Regions from separate parts of the Mus musculus genome. Here region 1 is linked to region 2. The links are chromatin contacts, called in public HiChIP or PLAC-seq maps. All regions are on one chromosome and are shown on one strand. The core of a region is the stretch at or near the end of the contact, and the rest is flanking DNA. Distances in the headings are between cores, read along the strand shown. Region 1 overlaps Tmem65 (transmembrane protein 65). Region 2 overlaps Fer1l6 (fer-1-like 6 (C. elegans)).

Region 1 (4,946 bases), core at 1,794-4,293, 210 kb before region 2:
CTGAGTAACAGATAGATTGGAGGCCTGAACGCCCTGTGCTCGACAATGGAGCCTCGGGCTTGAACTTCCTGTGTGGCCTGGGTTTCTTCTCAAGTTTGTTTGTTTTTTAAATCTATTTGACATCAAATTTCTAATTATTATTAATTTTTAAAAACTTCTATATTTTTCATAATTTTTTATTTCTTTCTTATCTAACTTGCCATTATTTTTACATGAATGGAGTTTAAAGTTTACATGTTTATGTAACAAATTCAAAAGCACCTGGGTTGGAGGAGGGAAAATGTTCTTTTCTGGCTTACTTGTGGTTTGTATGGTGGACGCTCTCAATTTCACCTTTCCTAGATAAACAGAAACTCAGCTTCACAGTGGGGATTTTATTCTGGTACAGTATCTCAGTCATCAGGGAATGAAAATGAGCTATTCCTTAGGTGGCTACAGTATTTTATAGCTATCCTGGTTTTGTGGTTTGTTTTGGTCATGTAGAAAACTGGGATTCTTCATCTTTTGTTACATTTTAAAACTAACTTTTGTTTTATGAGCATGGGTGTTTTGCTTATTGCATGCCTGTGAGCTGTGTCTATGCAGTTCCTGCCGAGTCAGAGGTTGTCAGAACCCGGGGGGGGGGGGGGGGGGGGGGGCTGGAGTTACAGGAGCTGAGAACTGAACCCATCTGGATGAGCCGCAGCCAGTGCTCTGAATCACTGAGCCATCTCTCTAGCACCCTTTATTAATTACATTTTCAGAAATTAGTTTCTTAATATTAAATTATTTTACTATTTATATTACTACAAATTAACTGTGTCCATGAAGGAACCTGGCCTGTAATTTTCCATTTTTCTCCCTCCCTTTGATTTGAAGGATTGAACCAACAACGCTGTACCTGATACACAAGCACCCCAGTTCTGAGCTGCATCTCCAGCCTGTAACTTTATATTGACTTTTATTTGTTAGGCTTTGTTTTCTTTTTCTTTTTCTTTTCCTTTTCCTTTTTTCCCCCCTCCCTTTCTCCCTCTTGCTCTGGCCCTCTCACTCCAGGCCCCACTCACTCCCCCTGTGCCCCTTCCGGCCCATAGGTTTTTTAAAAATGTTTTTGTTGTTGTTACTGTTTGTTTGTTTCTCATTATGGATGGTTGTGAGCCACCATGTGGTTGCTGGGATTTGAACTCCTGACCCCCAGAAAAGCAGTCAGTGCTCTTAACTGCTGAACCATCTCACCAGCCCTAGGCTTTGTTTTTAGTATTATTCTGTTCTCAAATATATAAACCACAGCTATTCATTGCCGTGACTAAATACAAGAAGTTAAAACACACACAAGCAAGAAAGACCAAAAAACAGTCTTTAAGGGGAAGAGTCCTCTTGGCTCCCAGTTTCATGTGGGTCAGTCTGTAGTGGGTTGGCCCCATTGTTTCCCGGTGGTGATGAGGCAGACCATCATGGCAGAAGGACAAGGAGCAAAGCCGCTCAGCCCATGGTGTCTGGGAAACAGACTGGAACCTGTCCAGGTATGTCTTCCAGTTAGGACCCACGGCTCCCTTCCACCACCTCTGAATACTGCCACAGTCCTAATGCTCTCTAAGGATGACTCCACTGATGAAGTCAGAGCCCCAGCGATCCAGATCCAGCCACTTCCCCTAAGCCCCACCCCTGACCCCAGCTGCACAGAGAGCCAAGCTTTCTGTATAGGTGCCTGCTAGGGACAAATCTGTACAGGCTCTTCTCTGAGTTACCTAGTCATCTACTTAAGATGGAGCTATTAACCCTTTTAACTTTCACAGAGGGTGAGATGTTCTAGTTACATTTTGGAATAGTTCTAAGTTTCTACATGACAGACATGGCACGTCTGTTAATCGTTGGAAGAACCTTGTCATGTATTGCCTGTTGCCTTTCAGCGTCCTGATTAAAGATGAGCTGTCTGCCACACAGTATGAATAGCATATTATTATTATTATTTGCTATCTTAGATAAAACACTATGTCTTTTTAGGTTTGTTTGTTTGTTTGTTCTGGTGTGTAGACTACTTATTCTAGTTGTATAGCGTTGAAAATTTTAAAATTCAGTATATTGTTACATGGAATTAATTGGAAGACCTGATACAAGCCAGTAAAACCATTATTGTAATGACATTGCCTTTAAAATGTAATTTCCAAGTGGTTGTGGTGGCACAGGTATTTTGGCAGCAGGAAGATCGTGGATTCAAGGCCAACCTGGACTGTATAACAAGACTCTGTCTCTAACTAAATAAACAAACAAATATAAGCATATTTGGGTGGTTGTTTTTTCTGCTCTCATTGTTAGTTTGTATACTTGTTAAGTCATCCAGAGCTTCCTTATTTTCTAGAATGTGTTTTTACTGTAATTGATGCAAATGGGCTCCTTGCATAACGACACCATGTCCGAGATGAAAGAGAACCCCCATGTGTGACCCACAGCATGTGGCCGAAGCTGTTTAGTTCCTAGTCTTGTTATTTACTCCATACCAGTATTCTTTAAAACGAGTAATCTAAATCTACTAACATAAATTCATCTTTCCATTTTGTAAGTCTGTTTTATACACTTGTAACTAACTCTTGCTCTGTATCCTTTCTTCCTTTAGAAAAATTGGAAGCTCTACCACCCACTCCAGGACAGCTGAGATATGGTAATGGTTCTCTAATTGTTAAATTGATATGCACCTCTCTTTTGGACCTGAAGGAATGATTTCTTATAGGAGCACAACAGTCAGTAAATTAAAGCCTCCTTATAAATAAAGGTTGTCCTATTTTTCATGTAAGAGCACTTTCATATATCACAGTATTATGGGATAACTAATATTTATTCTTACCATCTAGTAATAAAAGTAAATTTATGTTAGAAGTTTTCTTTTCAGAAAAAATATATTATATTTTACTTCCTTGGCAAAGGATGTGTTGGATTTAGTTGGGTGACTGAGGAACTTAATTTGAGATTTGGGCTAACTGTTCTCTGATGAGGCCAGTGCTTCTGGGTAGCTAGCATTGGCAGCAGTACGTACGGAAGTAAGTGCAGTGCATTTGAGGCGGAGGAACCTCATTACTGAGCTGTACTGTTCTTCTCTGATAAGAGTGGATATTGCAGGTTAACATGGGAGTGGTGTAAAACAGTTTAGGGTCTTATTAGAAGACAGTGGAAGAGAATCATTTAAAAGTGTGGAGGTGAATTTGAGTAGGTGGTAATTAAGTAGGTAATTAAATATTAAATGTCATCTGCTAACAGCTGCTTAGCTATAGAGTAGTGTTTGCCAAAGGGAATTGGAGGAACAGTGAATTAACAGGAGATCATTATTCAGTGGAAGGCAAATTCAAACGACTAGGAACAAACTAATGATAGTTCTTTCTTTCTCTCTCTCTTAGGTAGAATAGAATTTATGTTAGAAATTAGTAACTTTCCTCAAACACCAGAACAGTGTAAGATTTTTAAGATCTCTCTTCCCAGGTGATCTTTCCTGATTCTCCCAGCCTAGACTTCTGATTCTGTGCTCACTGTACATGCAGCACTCTATCGTTTTTGTAGGCGATGTTGAAATGAACTGTTTATGTGGCTAGGTTTCTATGTCCAACTCCTTTGCAGTGTGGAAACCGAGTGTTGTGTGTGTCTTTGTATCTCAAGTTCCCAGTGGGGTACCCAGTGCATACTTTTTTTTTTTTTTGAAAAACTTAATTTTTCTCCTTTGAATTAAAAGTAGTTTTTTATTTATTTGACAGATTTATTTAAATATAAAGATAAAAGACCTACTCTATAGTTCAAGCAGCATGCCTTAGTGATACTGACCAGGCGTCTCCCAAGAAACAATCAATGTAATCTTAATTTAATGCCATTAACATCTTATTGAGATGCCATCATGTTATTTGCATAGTAAGTGATCTCAGTTGATTTCCTCGTTATTCTGCCATATTTGTGTTTCAGAGACCACACTTAGATAGTGGTTGACTGTAAAATTTCCAGTGTACTCCTTTGCCTATTAAATGTATATTGTAGTATGAAGTTAGGATTGTGTGTGTGTGGTGGGTGTTTTGGAAGTTGCTTACTATAAAAAGTCAGGATGTTCAATAGGCATCCAGTGGACGCAGGAGAAAAACCAGAGAAGTAAGAAGTCTGGGTCTTGAGTGAATCCCATGCCACGAATGCAGTGGTTGGCTTTTACCATCTTGATAGCTTTCGCAGTGATGATCACAGTGGACTATTCTGTTCTTCGTCATGAACGTTGTTACTGTGACAAGTGGCACTGAAATGACTGGATTTGTCTATTGTATACGATCAATGTAATAATCTATACATGGTGGTGTATATCATTTTGCTGGATGTGACATTTCTTTGAGAGTAGTTGTGGGTAGAAGTGTCTATTTTTTTAAATCCCTGCCTCGTAGCATTTCCGATGGAAGAGCTCACCACAGCAGTATCATGTTTTCATAACTTCTGGATTATACTTTAATTACATCGAATCTGAAGACACTAGCAAATATAACCAACTGGCTTAAGGGAGAACTATTTTTAAATAGATGGTAAAGCTCAAATTCTTGATGTTTATTGAAAAAAGTTGTCAGTTGATCTGCCATTGTCTATGCCATTGCAGTTGTAAAGGTTAGTTAGAATAGTCTCTTCCTGTTCCCAGCTTTCTGTTTCACAGCCTCCTTCAGGTGTCTAAACATGAAATTAGCTTCTTTTTCAGGTTAGTAATCCTTGCTTGCTGTAAGCAATTATTTTGGAGCATCTGCTGTGCCCTAGGTGCTATATAGTGTGCTAAAGGTGCAAATTTCAGAAAATGAGGTGGGATTATAAAATAAAATACGTTTTTGCTACTTTGACGTTTAATATCCAGGTTTTAGGCTGTGTGCCATAGATGACATGGGAAGTGTCTTTGGCAGGAAGAGGCCTTTAAGTCACATTCTGATGCAGAGCAAATACTGATTCTTGCAGTTTCAGTAGCATTT
Region 2 (4,610 bases), core at 1,520-4,019:
ACTAAAATGTCATATTTTCGCAAGTTTAAACAAGCAGTATGATTCATTAGGAATGTCTTGTTTAGCAGTGTGTGTGTGTGTGTGTGTGTGTACAGGGGCTCATGTGTATGAGCACACATGCATATGCAGGCTCAAACACCGGTGTATAAGGCTGCTTCACAAATAGCTTTTACTTCAATAAACTCAATAGACATAGGGAACTGTCCATTCACCCTGTCTTCTACTTTGCTAGCCAATGACATTTTGTGTGCTTACTTTGTAGAGTTTCGGTCTTGATCTCTAAGGCACTGTAGATAGTATGGAACTAAGGCAGTCCCTGTCCTTGGGAGCTCCCTGAGAAAAGACCAGAGATGGGAAGAGAAGCCAGATCTCATGGGTGGGGTGTGTGGCTGAAGGCCTGTGAGGGATCTGACCAAAGGGCCTGGGAGACAAAGAGCAGGAGTGAGCCCAGGTTGTATAGACGGAAGACAAAGAGAGAGGTTTGGTGAGGTCAGCATTCAGTAGAGAACGGCAGTTCAGCTGGTCATGGACCTCACCACCCCTGGCTCTTCAAGCTCACCTCTTGTTTTCACATTCCCCTATCCCCTTTGCCTGTTGACCCACCCATTTCTACATCTCTGAAAAGGATGATGTTAGTACAGCCCATGTCTTTGTGTTGGCGTGGGGACTTCTATGAAGGAACCCCTGTGGACCTATTGAAATAGCTCTGCTTACTTAAATGAAGAACACAAACACCCTATGTGTGTTCCCTCACCCAAGCTTCATCAAACCCCCTCCTCCAGCAACTTCTAGGCATATGCCACACATGCTCACACACGAACTTGAACACAGCCATCTGTAAAATAAAGGCTAATAACTCTCCATGAGGCTGTTCTAGGAGGCTACGGGCTGAGGGCAGTGCCTGCTACTGGGAAGTTGCATGAAGATGCTGGCATGCTGTTCCTGTTGAGTGTTATAGTGTTGCCCATGGAGCAGCTGGAAGCAACCTGGGACTCATCACAGTGGGATAGGAGAAATGTCAGGCAGCTCGCATAAGCAATTAGAAGTAGCGTGTTAGAAGTGTACATAGCAAAACAGCAGGATCTCAAGGGTCTAATATATGGTGGGGAAGAGAAAAGCAGAATAACATGAAATCATAACAAGTTGTTCCTGTGAAGTAAGATTAGACCCTCTCAAGAGAACAGTTCAGAGTCACCAAAGCGCATTCGAGTACAAGGGAGCTAATTCTAGGGCAGTGGCCCTGTCCTTTGAGCAGAGACTTTCAAGGTGGCAGCACAGGATGGGCAGGGATGCAAGCCTTAAGTGGCTGTAGCAAGTATATAAGATTAGTCAATGTTTAAAAATCAGTCATGTCAGGTCATTTGGAAGAAGAACTGTTGACTACTTTGTGTGGGAGTAATGGTCAGAAACAGTAGAAGGCACATGACCTCAGAACCTTGGAGATGCACATGGAGCATTAGAAAGTACAACAGGCCGTGTGTGTGTGTGTGTGTGTGTGTGTGTGTGTGTGTGTGTAGGAACAGACAATCAGAGGATAAAATTGTGGGTCAAGTTCTCAATGGACAGAAGAGATGTAAGGGCTGGATGCAAGCAGACAACAGTGCCCCCTGTAGGTGAAAGTTTGAAGGGCCAGATCAGCACACACTGGAGAGGGATTCAAATGAGGTATGGGAAAGACTGCTGCCCTAGGTAGATGGTGGCAAACAACTCTGACAGAGAAGGTGTGGAGGGACAGGGAAGGCAGGATGTCAAAGGTAATTCCTTAATTGACTGTTATGAGACCTGAACATTTCTCTCTCTCCCTACCCCATGCCGCTGTCTGGCTTACATGAGAACCAGCGTGGAGCCTAAGAATGTAGCAACCTTTTCAATCCCCAAGCTAATCCTGCAGCCAATTAGGAAGCCCAAGCTGCCCACATTGCCCAATTAAGTCCACACCAGTTCTTCCAGGGCAAGGCTCTGCAAACTCCAGGCAAGCCAGTGGAACGAGAGAAGTAATTCTTGGAGGCGCAGTTCTACAGCCCTCCGTGTCTCCATAGACACCAATTAACTCTGATGTTGACAGGCTGGGCTCTGCTGACAGGAACGTCCCTTAAGATGACAGCTGTAAACAAAGCAGTGCTCAGCAGATGCTACAGGTACACGCCGCCAACAGGAGTCAGCTGGGAGACAGCCATGTGTTACTACGGAGTTCAGCAGATTTCTCAGTCCAACTTGGGATGGTCTCGTTCCTTGAGAGAATGCACACCAACTGCCCTTGAGATGTCTAACCCGGAGATTTTAGCAGTCCTTCCAACTGAGGCTACGTAAGCAGCTAAGCAGCGCATTACACAACTCCAGGGGGTGCCATTTTCTTAGCCTACATTTCCGGGTTTCTTTAGAAACCTTGAATCTTACTAAGTACTGTTCCTCAGAGTAGTCTAGCCTAATTCCTCACACCATGGGGCCCCATCTCCTGCCCCCTGTGGTTATTAAAGCCACACCTGCACGTCCCACTTGAAGCTAGGATCCCCTCTTGCTCCTCTCTACATCCCCTGCCAGGTTTTCCACCATGCCTTCCATATATAGACGCAAGGTAATTATTTGCTGAATGGCTCTCCTCTGGAGCATAAAATTCACCAGTCGGTGTGGAAGGCAGCCAACGCCACCAATGTCAGTGCTCAGCAGAAGGTCATTAGGTAACCATGAAAAGGACAAGCTACACAGCATCTCAAAGCTCCGGAAAGGCCTCTCCTTTGGGTTGTGAGTGGCTGCAACGGTGAACATGTCTGGAGCTTTGCATCTGCGTAGATATTTGTATCTACAGAAACAGGAGCTAACTTGATGTGGGTGTTATTTGCCCAAAGATAAAAAAGCTCTCAGTGGTTTAATGGAAAGCAGATAAGAAAGTTGTGTTTGGAAATGGTTTTCTCAACCCTTCAGCCGATGAGTGATCTCGTGCAATTTCTGGGTGTCTCAGAAATGTACTCTCCCCCTCTGTGAACTAAAGAATTCCCAGAACGAGATCTTATGTGTCGCATATGCGACACAATGCTTGGCACTGAGGGCTATGTATTTTCTCCCAACATTGCACACCGACTGCAGACTCTGTGAGCTGAGCCACTGTACACACATCTCCAGAACCCCATCTTCTCTCACTATGGCCCTGCTTAGGATACTGTGGCAGTCAAGATCAGCTGATACCAAAAGGCTGTTGTGCAACAGAGGAGGTGTTGAGTGTGTGTTGTTCTGCATTGTCCCCAGTTTTGGCTCAACTCAAAACTCAGCTTCTGTAGACATGAAGGTGAAGCTGAGCAGCTAAGAAAAGCACAAAAGTTAAAGTGTTTTGAAAACAGAGCAGAATGCAAATGTGATGTATTAATATTCATGACGCAATTAAAATGTTACTGAAATGTAAACACGATACTGATGAAAGTCACCGTATGAATTTAAATAATTCCATAAAATAAGCTGTCTTCCTATAAAGAAGCAGCCATGCCAGGAACTGGGCTAGAAAAACATAAGCGACTTCACCAATACCAGTGGCACTGGGTCACCAAAGGGGTATGTACGCTGTTCAAACCTCAATGCTGTATAAAAAGGAAAAAAATAATCACCTTAATTTCATGAGTCATACCACCACAAAAAACTTTCTGCTTAAAACGCAAACTCATTTTTATGGCTGCCCAGCATGTTTGAAGAAATTCACCTCTCTCTCTCTCCTCACAGAAATGCATAAAAAAGTTTAGATGTAATATTTCTAAATGAAACCTTGCTTTCTGTTTGGAAGAGAGGACACTTGGCAATTGTCCTGAAAAAAGGCAAGGGAACTGGTCCCAACTAAAACACAAATTCACGGATGCTGTCCCCACCGCTGTTTACCCGAAAGCCCATCAGAGCTGCCTCCCGCCTGTCTTTGCTCTGTGGGCACACCATACCTTGGTATAGCAGGGCCGATGGGGGGTGGTGGGTGCCCGATGACTTGGGAGGCATTTCTGCTTCATAGCCCACTGGCAAGTTATCCAAAATAGTATTGGAGTATCTAGTGGAGCCCAGCCACAGATATATGTCAACTTTTGCCTGTACGGTCCAGCCGGGCGGCCGTTTCCCAGGAAGCTGGGGGAGAGAAAAAGGAAGACTCTTTTATCACCAGAAAGCAAACATGGACCCTATTCTGAGAAAGTGGATCCTTTCTGGATATATATCTCAAGGTTTGTACAGAGGGTCACCCCCTGCCCCAGGGCTCTGTCTACATCACACAATTGAAAGAAATGGTCCCAGTTGTCACATTACAGAATTCCTGAGGACAACCTTGGTCTGGAGGCCCGAAGCTTAAGCACGAATTCTGATAACCACTGCCAGGTCCTGGATCATGTAGGCCTAACACACACATGTGCTCATTGTCTGTTTCACAGATGAGGACAGTGTCTCTGTTCCCTTACTCTATAACTCACACACCCATGACTAGAGCCGAGGATTGGCGATTCCAATTGTAGACTATTGGCTCTGAGTCTACAGCTTGCCTCTTCTTCAAGCTCTTCAGTTCGCCTTGCCTTCCTAGATACTGGGGTTGCAGCCTGAGTTTCTGCCCCTTCACTTCATTCAGGACTGCCTCTCCTGCTCCTCTGTCC

The links. HiChIP or PLAC-seq counts read pairs in DNA pulled down with a chosen protein or histone mark.
Region 1: an H3K4me3 HiChIP or PLAC-seq map of fetal liver shows a contact between it and region 2, with 2.8 times the contacts expected there. The contact joins two enhancer-like sites. A contact is called at or near these places in 3 of 484 Hi-C or Micro-C datasets (B cells, CD8 T cells and bone marrow-derived macrophages), 1 of 115 datasets of contacts at active chromatin or transcription factors (fetal liver) and 1 of 9 other capture datasets (embryonic stem cells).

What each region holds. Positions count from the first base shown.
Region 1 is chr15:58,794,893-58,799,838 of GRCm38.p6, reverse strand. It overlaps Tmem65 (transmembrane protein 65), which reads left to right. Exons shown (of 7, transcript NM_175212.4): 2 at 2,594-2,638. Among named protein-coding and RNA genes, the nearest start is that of Gm24041, 22 kb to the left of the region's middle. Within about 2 kb of position 3,043, at least 5 of the 459 cell types and tissues checked have an H3K27ac peak or open chromatin away from gene starts, as enhancers often do. A contact at or near this core is called in fetal liver, where this site is marked.
Region 2 is chr15:58,589,875-58,594,484 of GRCm38.p6, reverse strand. Fer1l6 (fer-1-like 6 (C. elegans)) reads right to left here. Exons shown (of 41, transcript NM_001370912.1): 19 at 3,918-4,095. All of the region lies in intron 2 of Gm36451 (a long non-coding RNA gene), which reads left to right. Among named protein-coding and RNA genes, the nearest start is that of Gm36451, 4.9 kb to the left of the region's middle. Within about 2 kb of position 2,769, at least 18 of the 459 cell types and tissues checked have an H3K27ac peak or open chromatin away from gene starts, as enhancers often do. A contact at or near this core is called in fetal liver, where this site is marked.